Regions from separate parts of the Mus musculus genome. Here region 1 is linked to region 2. The links are chromatin contacts, called in public ChIA-PET maps. All regions are on one chromosome and are shown on one strand. The core of a region is the stretch at or near the end of the contact, and the rest is flanking DNA. Distances in the headings are between cores, read along the strand shown.

Region 1 (3,502 bases), core at 349-2,848, 110 kb after region 2:
AACCCTCTGGAGTTCAGCGCTGTGTTATAATCATTTTATTCCCAGTTCCTCCCACAGAACCAACCCGCGGGGCATGCGTGGTAGCTCTGGAGTTGGGCATGCGTGGTAGCTCTGGGGTACACAAGCCTGAGCCTAAATCTAGGACTTGGAACCATGACCTTTGAGGGAAGAGTGAAATCCAGGGGACAGTTAGCCTGGAAAAGGGATAACAATGGGGGACGAGACTCCCTGTTTTTATATATTTGACAGATGATTTGGAGGCCACATTTGAAATGTATTCTGTGGTCCAAATGTCCCCCCTGGGACTAAGGATGCAAGTCTTAACAAGTGTTGTATAATAGGGGCCTGAAGTTAACAATGCTTCGTATCCTGGAAAATCGCCAAGATGGTTCATTTCTATTTAGCTATTTATCTGTGTGTAGGTGTGGCGGGAGGTGCTTGACCATGTGTGTGCATGGTGAAACCAGAGGTTGAAGTCAGGTGTCTTCCTCCCCTTTCCCCTTTTTGAAGCAGGGTCATTTATGGAATCTGATCTTCACCAGTTGACAATCCTTGGAATCCTCCTGTCTCTGCCTCCCAGTGCTGAGATTACAGGTGTGTGCCACCACACCCAATTTTTAAACTAGGAGATCCAAACTCTGATCTTCATGCACGCCCAAAGAGCACTCTACTCACTGAGCTAACTCCCACTCCATCCCTTATTGTATTGTCTTAAATTCATTATTAGCAATTTACAAGAACGCCTCAGTGTGTAGTCCAGGTTATACAGACATCTGTGTTAGTTACTTCTCTGCTGTTGTGACTAAACACCATGGCTGACCCCCCTTATAGAGGGAAGAGTTTATTCAGAGGATGAGTCCTAACAGCCCTGGAGGCATGGGCGCTGATGGCTGATACGGGAAACAGAAAGAAGCACATCTTCAACCCCAAGCACAAAGCAGAGAGAGTGTGTGAGGTAGAAGTGGGGGAAGGCTGTGAACCCTCAAAGCCCACCCCATGCTCTATTTCTTCCAGTAAGGCTACACACACACACACACACACACACACACACACACACACACTGACACCTCCCCAGGCACCACCCGGGGACCAAGGACTCAAATGTCTGAGCCTATGAGGGGACATTCTCAGTCAAACCTCTGCATCACTCCTGGGCCTCCTTAGTCATAACCAAATCACAATTAAAAAAAAATGCATCGAGTTCAACTTCTAAAATCTCCACAGTCTTTAACAGACTCAACATGATTCAAAAGTCCAAAGTTTCTTCTGAGATATAAGGTAATCTCTTGACTGTCACTTCCTGTAAAACAAAACAAAACAAAAACAATAAATTCCATACTTCCAACATTCAATGGTACGAAATATATATTAGCATTCCAAGAGGGACGTGTTGGGGTATAGTGGGGGAAATACTGGCCCAAAGCAAAACTCATCAGGACAAACTCCAGGTCTGATGTCAGTGAATTTAGCTCAGCCCCTCCAGCACTGCTGCCTTCAGCCTACATCTCTGCCTCGGGCCACCTCCACTTCCTGTGTACAGCTCTCTGTAGCAGACGACTTAGGGTTCTGATTTCTCCCACATCCTGCAGTACAGACTTTCTTTTCACAGCTTTACACAATGGCTGCTCGCTCAGGGCCTTCTGCTTACAGCAACCCTAGCACTGGTACACATTGGTTGGCCTCAGTAACTCTCTGAAACCACAGAGGAAGAACCCACAAGCCCTTGCTCTTGCATCTTTCATGCCCCTAAGTGACTAATGCATAGAGGACACAGCCAAATTCAACTGTGGGCTTGGGATCGCACCTCGCCCCTTTGACCATGAGCAGAAACTTTGGTATGGTATAGCTTTCTCAAGTAGAAGAGCCCTTAGGCTCCATTCTACTAGTCCAGAGCTTAGCTAGGTGGGGCCTTTCCCTAGGGCACCCCTCCTATTAGTACCGCCCAGAGCAGGCTTGCACTACAGTCTGAGGTGCTTGTTTTCCTATCTGCGGATGAAGGCAGGAGAAGAATATAATTTTATATTATGAAATAAAAGAGCCAGGTGCACATACTTGGGAGACCAAGGCAGGCAGATCTCTGTGAGTTCACAGCTAGCCTGGTCTACAGAGCAAATTCCAGGACAGACAGGGCACAGGGCTACATAACAGTGAGACCCTATCTCAGAGAGAGAGAGAGAGAGAGAGAGAGGAGAGAGAGGAGAGAGAGAAAGAATTTGGGACTAGGGAGTTTTGTTTTACTTGGAGATTGGGTCTCTTGTAGCCTTAAGAATGTGGCCTTAAGAATAACTGAACTGATTTGCCTGTCTCTGCCTCCCAAATGCTGAGATTACAAGCATGAACAACACATCTGTTTTATGTGGTATTGGGCATCAAACCCGGGACCTCACACATACTAGGCAAGCACTCTATCAATTGAGCCATGTGCTCAGAGTTCAGAACTTTTCTTTATGATAGTATCATATCCAGAACCTAGTTTTTTCTTTCTTTCTTTTTTAAATATTTATTTTATGTATATGAGTACACATATACATACTGTGAGCCTTCATGTGGTTGTTGGGAATTGAATTTTAGGACTTCTGCTTGCTCGCGTCAACCCTGCTTGCTCTGGTCAACTCTGCTTGCTCAGTCCCTGCTCACTCTGGCTCAAAGATTTATTCACTGTACTGTAATAAGTACACTGTAGCTGTCTTCAGACGCACCAGAAGAGGTTGTCGGATCTCACTATGGGTCATTGTGAGCCACCATGCTAGCTCTCCAGCCCTTCTTTCTTCTAGTTTTCTGAAATAAGAGTCTTGCTTTGCTCCTTATTCCTGGTCTTTCTGTCTCTGTTTCCCCAGGGTTTTTTGTGGCACGCGTGCGTGTGCGTGTGCATGTGCGTGTGTGTGTGTGTGTGTGTTTGTGTGTGTGTGTTTGTGTGTGTATGTGTGTGTGTGTGTGTGTGTGTGTGTGTGTGTGTGGTGTTTGTGTGTACAAGCATGTGCATTTGTGTGAGGGCCAGAGGTCAACCTTTAGAGTGTGTGGTGGTTTGAATGAGAACGGCCTCCACAGGCTCATGTATTTGAATACTTGGTCCCCAGTGGATGAAACTGCAGGAAAATGATTAAGAGGTTTGTCCTTGCTGGAGGAGATGTGTCACTGAGGGTGAGCTTTGAGGTTTCAAAAGCCCACACTGTCTTAGTCAATATTCTGTTGCTGTAAAGAGACATCATGACTGTGGCAACTATTATAAAAGGAAACATTTAATTGGGGCTGGCTTACAGGTTCAGAGATTTAGTTCATTATAATCATGGTGGAAAACATGGTGGCACGCAGGCAGACATGGTGCTGGACAAGGAGCTGAGAGTTCTATCTCTGGACTGGCAGGCATCACTGGGGGTGGGGGTGGCACACTGGGCCTGGCTTGAGCATCTGTAAGCCCCCCCCCACCCCCAGTGACACACTTCCTCCAACCAGGCCACAGCTACACCAACAAGGCTATATACCTCCTAATCCTTGTTAAGTA
Region 2 (3,678 bases), core at 29-2,528:
AGAAGTCTCTGAGAAGAGTACTAATTTCCACATACAACAGAAAGTAAGAGGATACTCACAAGCTTGTTTAAGCCTTCCTAGAAACAAGCTAGAATGTATCTGTGACTTTCAGCCCTGTGTAGGGAAAGGGTAAACATATAAGAACCTGGAAGAAAGCTTTGAAGTGAGCATCCTCTTGAATGGTAGTGTTCTGATCACTTGGGAGAAGAGGGAACAGGCTCTGAAGTCTCACCCTTTCACAAATCACCTTGTTAGGATGGCCAGGTAGAGGTGCTGAATTGGCCCCGGGAGATATCTGGGAAAAAGAGGGAGAAGAAAAGGATAGTTCATGCTGGCCATACTGACATGGAGAACAAGCCTATGAAGGAGAGCTGAGGTTTCGAGTGTGATAGTTCTGTCAGCAGACGGGGCAGGGCAAGAGGAACTTTAAACACAAAATACAGGCTGCACGAACGGTCTCTAGCAATGGAGCTTCTCATACAAAAAGGTTTGAGATAAAAAATATCACAGCTTGGGGAGCTCAAGTCCCTGTTCCCCAAATACCTAGGAATAGTAACCTCTAAAGACCAGACTTCAGGCTAAGACCTGAGGTAAAACACTTAAGTGGAGTGATGAATGTTTACCTACACTGTATTTTTTTCTCAATGTACTTTTAGTGACCTTGGTGAAAAAAGACTTGACAATACTTATGGTAAAAGTTCTATACTATCAGCTGAAAGACTGTGTGTACTTCATGTACAAATGTTACGTTTAACTGAGGATGGCCTGTCCAGTCTATCCAATAAACTTTAGCTACATCTATTCAGTACTAGGGAGGCTGAGGCAAGAACATCCCAAGTTCTAAGCTAACCTGGGCTAGAAATCATGATCTTGTCTCAAGATTTAAAAAAAAAAAAAAAAAAAAGAAAAGCAAATGAAAATCCTCAAACAGTAACAAAAGGCCAAATAAAGGAAACAACACAAAACTAAAGGCTCTGCTAAGGAAATGAAGACAAACTCCTAAGTCTGAAAGTAAACAACTGTAACGTAAAAATCTGGACTGTAGTTTAAATCTCCTTACATTTGTGTAAGTCTGTAGCAATTTAAAACCATGAACAACACTCTTCACTATGTTGTGACAGTGAAATTTTCCTTGGGGACTCCAAGTTTAAAGACTTGTTTATGCTCACACATACAAAAAAAATAAGATAAAATAAAACGTGCTTAACACCGTGTGCTTTTACAGTTTTTTCCCTCAGTCTTAGATCTAAGGGTCTCCTTGGTAACAGGCACTAAACAAAAAAAGGGCGTGGTTTCCTACCTTCTAACAGGCATATGCTAGCAAAAAAAGGAGGGGAAGGTGGAAAGGAAAGAAAAAGAACCAAATCAATCGCTGTTAAGTAAGTTTCTGATGACACTGACACGGAGTGCTCTGCTCTGAGAGCCGGACGGGAGCAGGAGAGTAAGAAAACACAGCTCGGGGCTGGTGAGATGGCTCAGTGGGTAAGAGCACCCGACTGCTCTTCCGAAGGTCCAGAGTTCAAATCTCAGCAACCACGTGGTGGCTCACAACCATCCATAACAAGATCTGACTCCCTCTTCTGGTGTGTCTGAAGACAGCTACGGTGTACTTACATATAATAATAAATAAATCTTAAAAAAAAAAAAAGAAAACACAGCTCTCAGAATGGCAGATAGTAAAAGAGATGCTAGAGAGGAATTTAAGGACATCATAAAGTGAATGCTGTAGTACTGCCATGCTTTGATCATCTCTGACCCATCTGTAACTTTGTTGTCAATGTGGCATAAACCTCATAAACATGGTAAGAACAAAAATACTGCCAAAGACCTACTACCACCCCTCAGAGGTTAATAAAGAGGAATATTTGTTAGTTTACTACACAGTATATTTTGGATATAAACTATAGTTTATCTCTGTATTGCAAACATAATGTGCACTCTTTACACTTATGAGTATGTGAAGAACAGTGAAGAATATTTACTGTTTTCTAAAAGCTAAGAGATATATACATGTTAAGGAACTAAGCTATAAGGATTAAAAAATAAAAATCCCAAAGACCTTATTTTAATTAAAAAGCGACGGTCAACAAGATGGCTCAGTAGGTAAAAGGGCTTGCCACCAACTCTGATGGCCTGGATTAGATTCCTGAAACCCACATAGTGGGTAGAGAAAGAGAATTTACTCCCCAAAGTTTGTCTTATGACCTCCACATGTCATGGTTTAAATGTGTGCCACCCTATTAAATAAGCGTGAAAAGGGGAGGACAGAATGGATGCAAGCAACCAACAGTATGATATTCACGCACTATAAAGCAGGAAATACTGGAACATAACTGAATTAATAAGAAAATAAAAGGTAGATTTGATTCCCAGCACAGCACAGCCGTGCAAGTGGCTTGTGCCTCTGACCAGAGCCCTCCTAAGCAGAGGACTGCTAAGAACTCTAGGCCAGCCTCACATAGTAAGTCCTTTCTCAAAACAATAAAACCAACCCAAAAGAGATAAGACGTATATTTGCCATTCTTGATCTTCATTCAGCAAGGAATGTCACAAAAACCTCTCTCCAAATGAGCTGTTCCTTCTTCTAATTAGTACTCTACCTGCAATTCTCTTGGGCGGTTTTTTATGTTCACATAAGTGAAACCTGTAGTGATTTTCACTTTTTAAAGTAAATGGATTCTTTGTATCGTGCACCACATGTGCGCCAGGTGCCCCTGGAGGCCAGAGAGGGCGTGGTCTACCCTGAACTGATTAGATGCAGCCAGTGTTCTTAACTGCTGAGCGCTCTCTCTGGCCCCGTCTGTGTTTTAAGCAAGTCATTTACCATCAACAATCGTGGTCGGTTTTACAAATCTCAAGTACAAGCACCTGGCTAGCAGAACAGAAATCAGAGTCCGCTTTATTCTTCACTCTTTGATCCTTTGGAAAATGTTCCATCATCACAAGTAAAAACAAACAACAAACCCCTGGCACCCTTGGCTCTTGTCACACTAGGAGCTTTTAAGTATATCTTTTCTATCCACAATAGTTTTCTTCTGTCAGAAACTCCATTTATCTCTAAAGACAAATAATATGGTGGAAGAAATTATATTCAAGTCCTACCGTATCTATAATGCATCACCACTGGGCTTGACTGAAGCTAGCACTGACCCTCACGGTAAGTTCATAGATTTATTTGTGTGGAATATATGATAAGCTGACTTCCTATATAACATGTCACCATAAACTCTCATCATTTGTGTATAATCCTCCCTTATTATACTTGGAGCAGATCCCACTGATGTGGGGGAGGGGGAGCAAAGTAGGAATGCATCTCAGGGGGATCAAGATTCCAACAGCTGATCTAAGTTAATCAGGAGAGAGCACCCTAGGAGAACCTGACTTAATCAGAGGCAGTCCTAAAAAACACAACTGAGCCTTTCTTGAGAAGCTATCAGCCTTCCAAACTAAGGTACAGCGCTGTCAGGTGAGAAAAGGGAGCCACAGAGCAGGGAACTGGGGACAGCGGCCCTAGGCACCAGGCCAGAGCAGTTACCATAATCTGTCAACCAATGATTTTAAAAGAAAACAACCAAGGAAAGAGTGTGAACTCCGGCCAGGTAAGAAAGATATGAGCAGAAGACCCAATAGCTTATACCAGAGCTTCTCATACAAGGTTTTTGGCTGGTTGGTTTTCTT

The links. ChIA-PET counts read pairs in DNA pulled down with a chosen protein or histone mark.
Region 1: an RNA polymerase II ChIA-PET map of memory CD8 T cells shows a contact between it and region 2, with 28 read pairs. The contact joins two enhancer-like sites. A contact is called at or near these places in 1 of 39 promoter capture datasets (embryonic stem cells), 31 of 484 Hi-C or Micro-C datasets (the 63-12 cell line, the AML12 cell line, CD8 T cells and 14 more), 28 of 115 datasets of contacts at active chromatin or transcription factors (the HPC-7 cell line, the NIH/3T3 cell line, T-cell acute lymphoblastic leukemia and 17 more) and 4 of 9 other capture datasets (adipose tissue, embryonic stem cells, liver and 1 more).

What each region holds. Positions count from the first base shown.
Region 1 is chr4:44,269,708-44,273,209 of GRCm38.p6, forward strand. No RefSeq gene overlaps it. Among named protein-coding and RNA genes, the nearest start is that of Melk, 29 kb to the right of the region's middle. Within about 2 kb of position 1,599, at least 41 of the 459 cell types and tissues checked have an H3K27ac peak or open chromatin away from gene starts, as enhancers often do. A contact at or near this core is called in memory CD8 T cells, where this site is marked.
Region 2 is chr4:44,158,758-44,162,435 of GRCm38.p6, forward strand. The region is part of intron 2 of Rnf38 (ring finger protein 38); the gene reads right to left. Among named protein-coding and RNA genes, the nearest start is that of Mir5106, 61 kb to the right of the region's middle. Within about 2 kb of position 1,279, at least 26 of the 459 cell types and tissues checked have an H3K27ac peak or open chromatin away from gene starts, as enhancers often do. A contact at or near this core is called in memory CD8 T cells, where this site is marked.